Regions from separate parts of the Gossypium arboreum genome. Here region 1 is linked to region 2. The links are chromatin contacts, called in public Hi-C maps. All regions are on one chromosome and are shown on one strand. Each heading gives the region's core, a stretch centred on a gene start, on an enhancer-like site or on the middle of the called end of the contact. The rest is flanking DNA. Distances are from core to core; before and after follow the strand shown. Region 1 has its middle 4.5 kb from the start of LOC128292039. Region 2 overlaps LOC108460766 (auxin transporter-like protein 2).

Evidence for each region. A called contact is a pair of places that touch in the nucleus more often than the background predicts.
Region 1: a contact with region 2 is called in a Hi-C map of leaf, with 2.8 times the contacts expected there. The contact joins two enhancer-like sites. A contact is called at or near these places in 3 of 5 Hi-C or Micro-C datasets (all in leaf).

The regions. Positions count from the first base shown.
Region 1 is chr4:109,419,629-109,422,524 of ASM2569848v2, forward strand. No RefSeq gene overlaps it. Among protein-coding and RNA genes, the nearest start is that of LOC128292039, 4.5 kb to the right of the region's middle. Within about 2 kb of position 1,308, at least 2 of the 2 cell types and tissues checked have an H3K27ac peak or open chromatin away from gene starts, as enhancers often do. A contact at or near this core is called in leaf, where this site is marked.
Region 2 is chr4:109,383,123-109,385,920 of ASM2569848v2, forward strand. LOC108460766 (auxin transporter-like protein 2) reads left to right here. Exons shown (of 9, transcript XM_053026470.1): 8 at 1-184; 9 at 696-1,330. The coding sequence ends at 923. Among protein-coding and RNA genes, the nearest start is that of LOC108460766, 5.0 kb to the left of the region's middle. Within about 2 kb of position 1,434, at least 1 of the 2 cell types and tissues checked has an H3K27ac peak or open chromatin away from gene starts, as enhancers often do. A contact at or near this core is called in leaf, where this site is marked.

The DNA of each region.
Region 1 (2,896 bases), core at 58-2,557, 36 kb after region 2:
ATAAATAAAAATGTATTTTACTTTCTAATACACATTTTCTTTCTTATCCAACTAATACAAATCTTTCTATATATAAAATAAAAATAAATATATCAAAGGATCAAAATAAACATTATACCTACACAAAAATACTCAAATGAGATAAAAAAATTACCATGAAAAAATAAATCCGAGGCTGTTTTTTAGTATTGAAGAGGTAATGTTATATAACAATTTCCAAATAAAAATGACAGAAAATCTCAATTATTCATTTACGCATACCATAATTTCATGAGAAATTCATACATACAAAATTTTAGATGTGTTGATAAAACCACCTTGATAACTACTAACAAATAAGGGTCCAAAAACAGTGAAGCGTATAGGTTAAGGAGGGATAATGAAAAGCAGATAACAAGGGATAGCTGAAGTTGAATTAGGTTATTTCAAGCTGTCAGTCTTAACTTGTAAGCAAATTTTGGCCTTCACACCCTAAACATTTCACTGCTTCTAGTTGACCATATTCAAAACTTTTTTATATTTTTATTTTTGGTGTCCTGCTTTAGCCTGTTAAATAATAAACCAATTGTATCCTTACTTGGCAAGGTAAGTTGTTCATAGATTATAGTGCCATAATTCCTTCATTACCGTAGAAAGAAAGTAAGATTTAGGATTTAGAGCCACCAGTCTGCTGCAGCAAGGAACTGTATATAGAAAGAAACAAAAAAGAATAAAACTATGATTCTGATATAAGCAACCTTAACATGATGAGATTAGGGTTACTTCAAGGTTAAAGGAAGATTACCATAATAAAGCAAGTTGTTTGCTTACATTGGCATACTGTTTACATGTGAAAGCTGCCGTTTCATCAAATTTAGCTAGATCTAAGGCTTGGTATTTCAGGTTCGTCAGAAAGATAATAATAAAAGTAAGGAAGGCATTGGCTCTCTTGCAAAAGGGATAATTGCACCTTAACTTTGATCGTTTGGGCCAATTTTTTTAACTTGAAACTTTTTTTCTCAAACTGACCCAATATTTGAAGTGGGCTTGGACTGACAAGACTGTTGGGATTGGTCCTAAAAACTTGAAGATTGTTATTATTAAACTTTGTTTCTTTTCTTTTGTAATCTTTCTTTGAGCCTTATATATTTCCATAATTGGATGCTTAAATATGTTGTAACACATAAGTATGGGGTGGTTTGGTATTGCAGAGAGACGCTATTTTACTCTTAGAAGGGTCGAGGGACGCTTGTGTTGAATCAAGAGATGATGATAAAATCATGAAGCATCCCTTGGGGCTTGCTTTGAAGAGACTGTCTACGGCTCTTACCCCAAATGATTGTTTTGATAAAGCTTTAAGGGCTATTTGTGTTGCATTCAATCATCAATGAAGGGTTGTGGCACATTTTTCATTCACCATGAGAGTGGCCGATGAAAATTCCTTGATTTTTACAAGTTACTCGCATTATGTTGACATAATGGTGCATTTCACATCCAAAATTTCATGATTTTTACGGCATACTGAAAATTACATGATTATCCAATTGAAGAAGCTAAAAGCTTCTAAATATCAAATGTTGACAATCTTTCACTTCATATTGTCGTAAATTGTTAATGTCAGAACCATCCCAAATGCAAATCTCCAACGTCCAAAGACATGTCATAATCACCTTAACAATTTTTTATTTATTTTTTATTACATCAACTATTCTTCTAGTATACTTTTTGGTCAAAAATATTTAATGGTGTTCCATTGACTTTGACCAGCCAAAAAGTATTAAAAACATTAAAAGTGGTAAAAAATATTAAAATTAAATAATTATAAAATCATAAACATTATTAAACACTAAATTTTAAATAACACGAGTAAATATATGGTTAAAGTATCATGGAGGCCTCTATATAAAAAGTTGAATTGAATTTTGTCCTGCCTATTTAAAAAATGTACAAATTAGTCCATATATGTTAAATCAAATATTAAACTAGTCTTTCTATTAAAAATTCTATCCATTTCTACAGTTAAAAACTAGTCTATGTACATCAACATGAGGTACAAGTGGCATGTGTCATGTCACATGTCTCTATTGGTTATTCCATTAGGCATGTTAGTTTTTAATAGTATAGATCAATGAAATTTTAACAAAAATAATCAATTTACTATTTGTTTTAACATATAAAGATAAATTTATCTATTTTTTAATAAAGAAATAAAATATTATCTAACAAGACTTCCATAATATTTTTACTGTAGAGAACATTAAAGTTAAACAACCTACTTAGAACCTTGAAACCATCCATTATATAAAACAGATTGAGATGACATATTCGGATTTTTTAGTGCAGGTATGATCTCTAATTTAGGGTTTAAGTCATAATTAAAATAAAATAATACAACAAAAGAACTAATTTCATATTCGTATCATGTTCTACAGCAGGTATGATCTCCAGCACAGGCAAAGATAGAAAAATATTTTAAGGTTCGAAATTAAATTTTAAATTTTAATAGTTTATATTTTATAACTTTTAAAGAATTAAATTAAAATTTTATTATTTTTAGGGCATAAAGTATAATTTTATTTTTATTAATTTAAAATTTTAAATTTTTAAAGAGCATAAATAGATAAATTTTCATTTTAAAAGGAGGGGTTCCTACCAGCATGTAGATATCTCTAATAACATCTCTATGCATCAAATGAATTCTAAACACAAAAATGGGAAAGAAAATTTCCAGATTCCCGGTCTTCAAGCTTAAATTTCTGAAAATTGAAATTATTTATGAAATTACTATCAGTAATTAAGAAAAGGAAAATCCCATTAAAATTAATTATGCATGCAAATGGGTTTTACGTTTCCAATTGAAGAGAGGTGCTCTCAGTAATTTACTTTATACTTTAAACGAATCCTAATTGTTTAATAA
Region 2 (2,798 bases), core at 184-2,683:
AAGCATATGTTTGAGGGCGCTGGCAAGGCTGCCAGTGGTGATTCCAATCTGGTTCCTGGCCATCATCTTCCCCTTTTTCGGCCCCATAAACTCCGCAGTCGGTGCTCTTTTGGTCAGCTTCACCGTCTACATCATCCCAGCTTTAGCCCATATGCTCACCTACAGAAAAGCCTCTGCTCGACAGGTAAATCATCACAGTTACAGATCCTCTTCCTTTACAAAAGTTTCAACTCACTAGGACCATTATCTTGTTGTCCCACTAACCTAGACTCAAGTTGTAGTTATCTTTATTTATTTGGGGTAAATTGGTCTTTTAAAATGAAGTGGGCAATGGACACAGTCAGTCCTGTAGGTAGGTTTGATGAGCAATATTTCACACATTATTCCACATAGTCGTAGCTAGCTTTGGCCAAAATGTGTGGAGAGAGAAGAAAAAGAGGGAGTTAAAAGTCTGAAGCAAATGTACAAATGCATTTAAGGCTTGGATTTGGAAACATTACGAGAAGAATTGGATAGTTGGCAAGTCCTTTTCATTTAGTTATATGCTACAGTTGCAACGCTGTATACACTGTGTTGGATTGGATGTGCATGAGCTGGCTGACTTGACCCTTTTCCTTCCACTTCCGTCTTCAACTCCAACATATGCCAAACCCCATTCTCTAATTTTTATGTTTTCACGTTATCTTCATGAGCAGAATGCAGCAGAAAAGCCTCCGTTCTTCATGCCAAGCTGGACTGCAATGTATGCCTTCAATGCCTTCATAGTGGTGTGGGTTTTGGTGGTTGGATTTGGGTTCGGTGGATGGGCTAGCATGACCAATTTCATCAGGCAAATCGACACTTTCGGCTTGTTCGCTAAGTGCTATCAATGCAAGCCACCTCCACCAACCGGAGCAGCAGCAGCTGCTGCAAACCACCACTGAGTTGACTCGACCCAAAAACTTATATAGCAAGAAACAAAAACCAAAGAAAGAAACAATATGAATTCCCTGTTTTCCTTCCATATCTTTGTATCATACATGGGAAGATACCAATGTCTCCCCTACATGTGATGTGTGCTGGATTTTGTCTTTTTTTTTTTTTTTCTATTTTTTTCCCTCAACCCCTTCTCTAAAATTAGTAAATTAAAAATAGTGTGTTGAATTTGTGATGATTCCTTTGCAATCAAAAGCATAGGCCTAATTAAATACCATATGTTTAGCTTTCTACTATCTTTTTCTCATATCCTTTGGTTGAGATAATGTATAAAAATTTTGGTTGTTCATTCCAAAACAATGAAACTTTATTTTTAATGTGGAATGCCAATTATTACAACTATCATGTTCCCACAGTAAGTTGTTATAATAAAGAAAAGAAACCAAAGGGTATGGGTGTACAGTGTTTTTATTTAATTTATTGCTTTGGACATGTTTTAATGGCCCTCTTCACATTAGATTCTATGGAAGAGGAGTGGGCCGTGGACCCGCCCCACTTTCACATGGCTTGCACGTTGCCTTATCCCTTTCTCACGTGCCACTCTTTACTCCTAAATATTCCCTCATTTTTTATGTACACAACATAGTTTCCAGAAAAAAAAAAGTATACACTGCAAATGAATTATCAAAATTTTTAAAGGATAGGAATAAGAGTTGTTTAATCATCCAACCTGAGACTGATATCACTTATCACTTCATCTTTGACTCAACTAAATACTTCATTTTTAATAATATATGTATTTATCTTATTTGATTCCATGGCTAATTACAACCCTATAATTAACCATTATAATTAACTAACTAATCATTTCCATCTTTCTTCATTGGTCTTCAACTTTATTTATTTATTTATTTATTTATTGTTGCTAGCACATGCACTCGATTGATAGGTGTGTGTTCTTGCTGGGGTTTTTTCTTCTTTTTGGTCTTTAGATTTGTAAAGAGAAAGTGTGGAAGTGTCCACATTTGGCAGTGGTGACAGAGTAATTAATCAAAGTTTGATGAGAACTATTTTTTCTTTTTAAAAAAAAAATCATTTACACCAAAGCTGAAAAGAGAATGGGAACAAGCAGCATGATTAGGCTTTTTACCTGATTTCATGTGGGTTATTTGAATCAAGTCATGGTTTGGTATTTTTAGATTGTGTGTTTTTTCATGATTAGGTAAAGAAATAATTGACAAAAGAAATTTCTATGGGATAGTTGGTTCCATTTAGATCTTGTTGGTATTGACCAAATCTTGCCCATACTCACTTTTTTTTTACTGTGTTTGATGCTGTTAGTAGTTGTGTTCTCTTTCTTAGCTATTATTCTAGTCTCACAAAGTTGATTTTGATTGAGAAAAAATTATCATAGGATCCTCTCTTAATTTTGATACATATCTAATTTTACATACAACTTGTCCTCTCTCTACATATAATAATTATTTAATATACAAATTTTTTGAACATATTTATTACTTTTTACTTTTAAGATAATTACAAATTAATAAATGTAGTGTAGAATTCACTCTAAATATATATCATATTAAGAAAGTTTTATTTTTAATTTTTTAAATATAAAAATATTTTATATATTAAATTATTGTAAATTTAAATTTTATGCATTTAACAAAGTTACCTTAAATAATAATTATTAAATTTAAAATTTTATAATAATTATTTTAATTGAATATTAATTGATGTTCAAGTTAATTATATCTTGAGATCCGATAAAAGTAAATATTTAAGATTCAAACCATCGTAAAATTTATGAAATTCAATAAAATATAATTTAACTTAGATTAAAATGATCCGAAAAGATCACAATTTAGATACTCGATAAT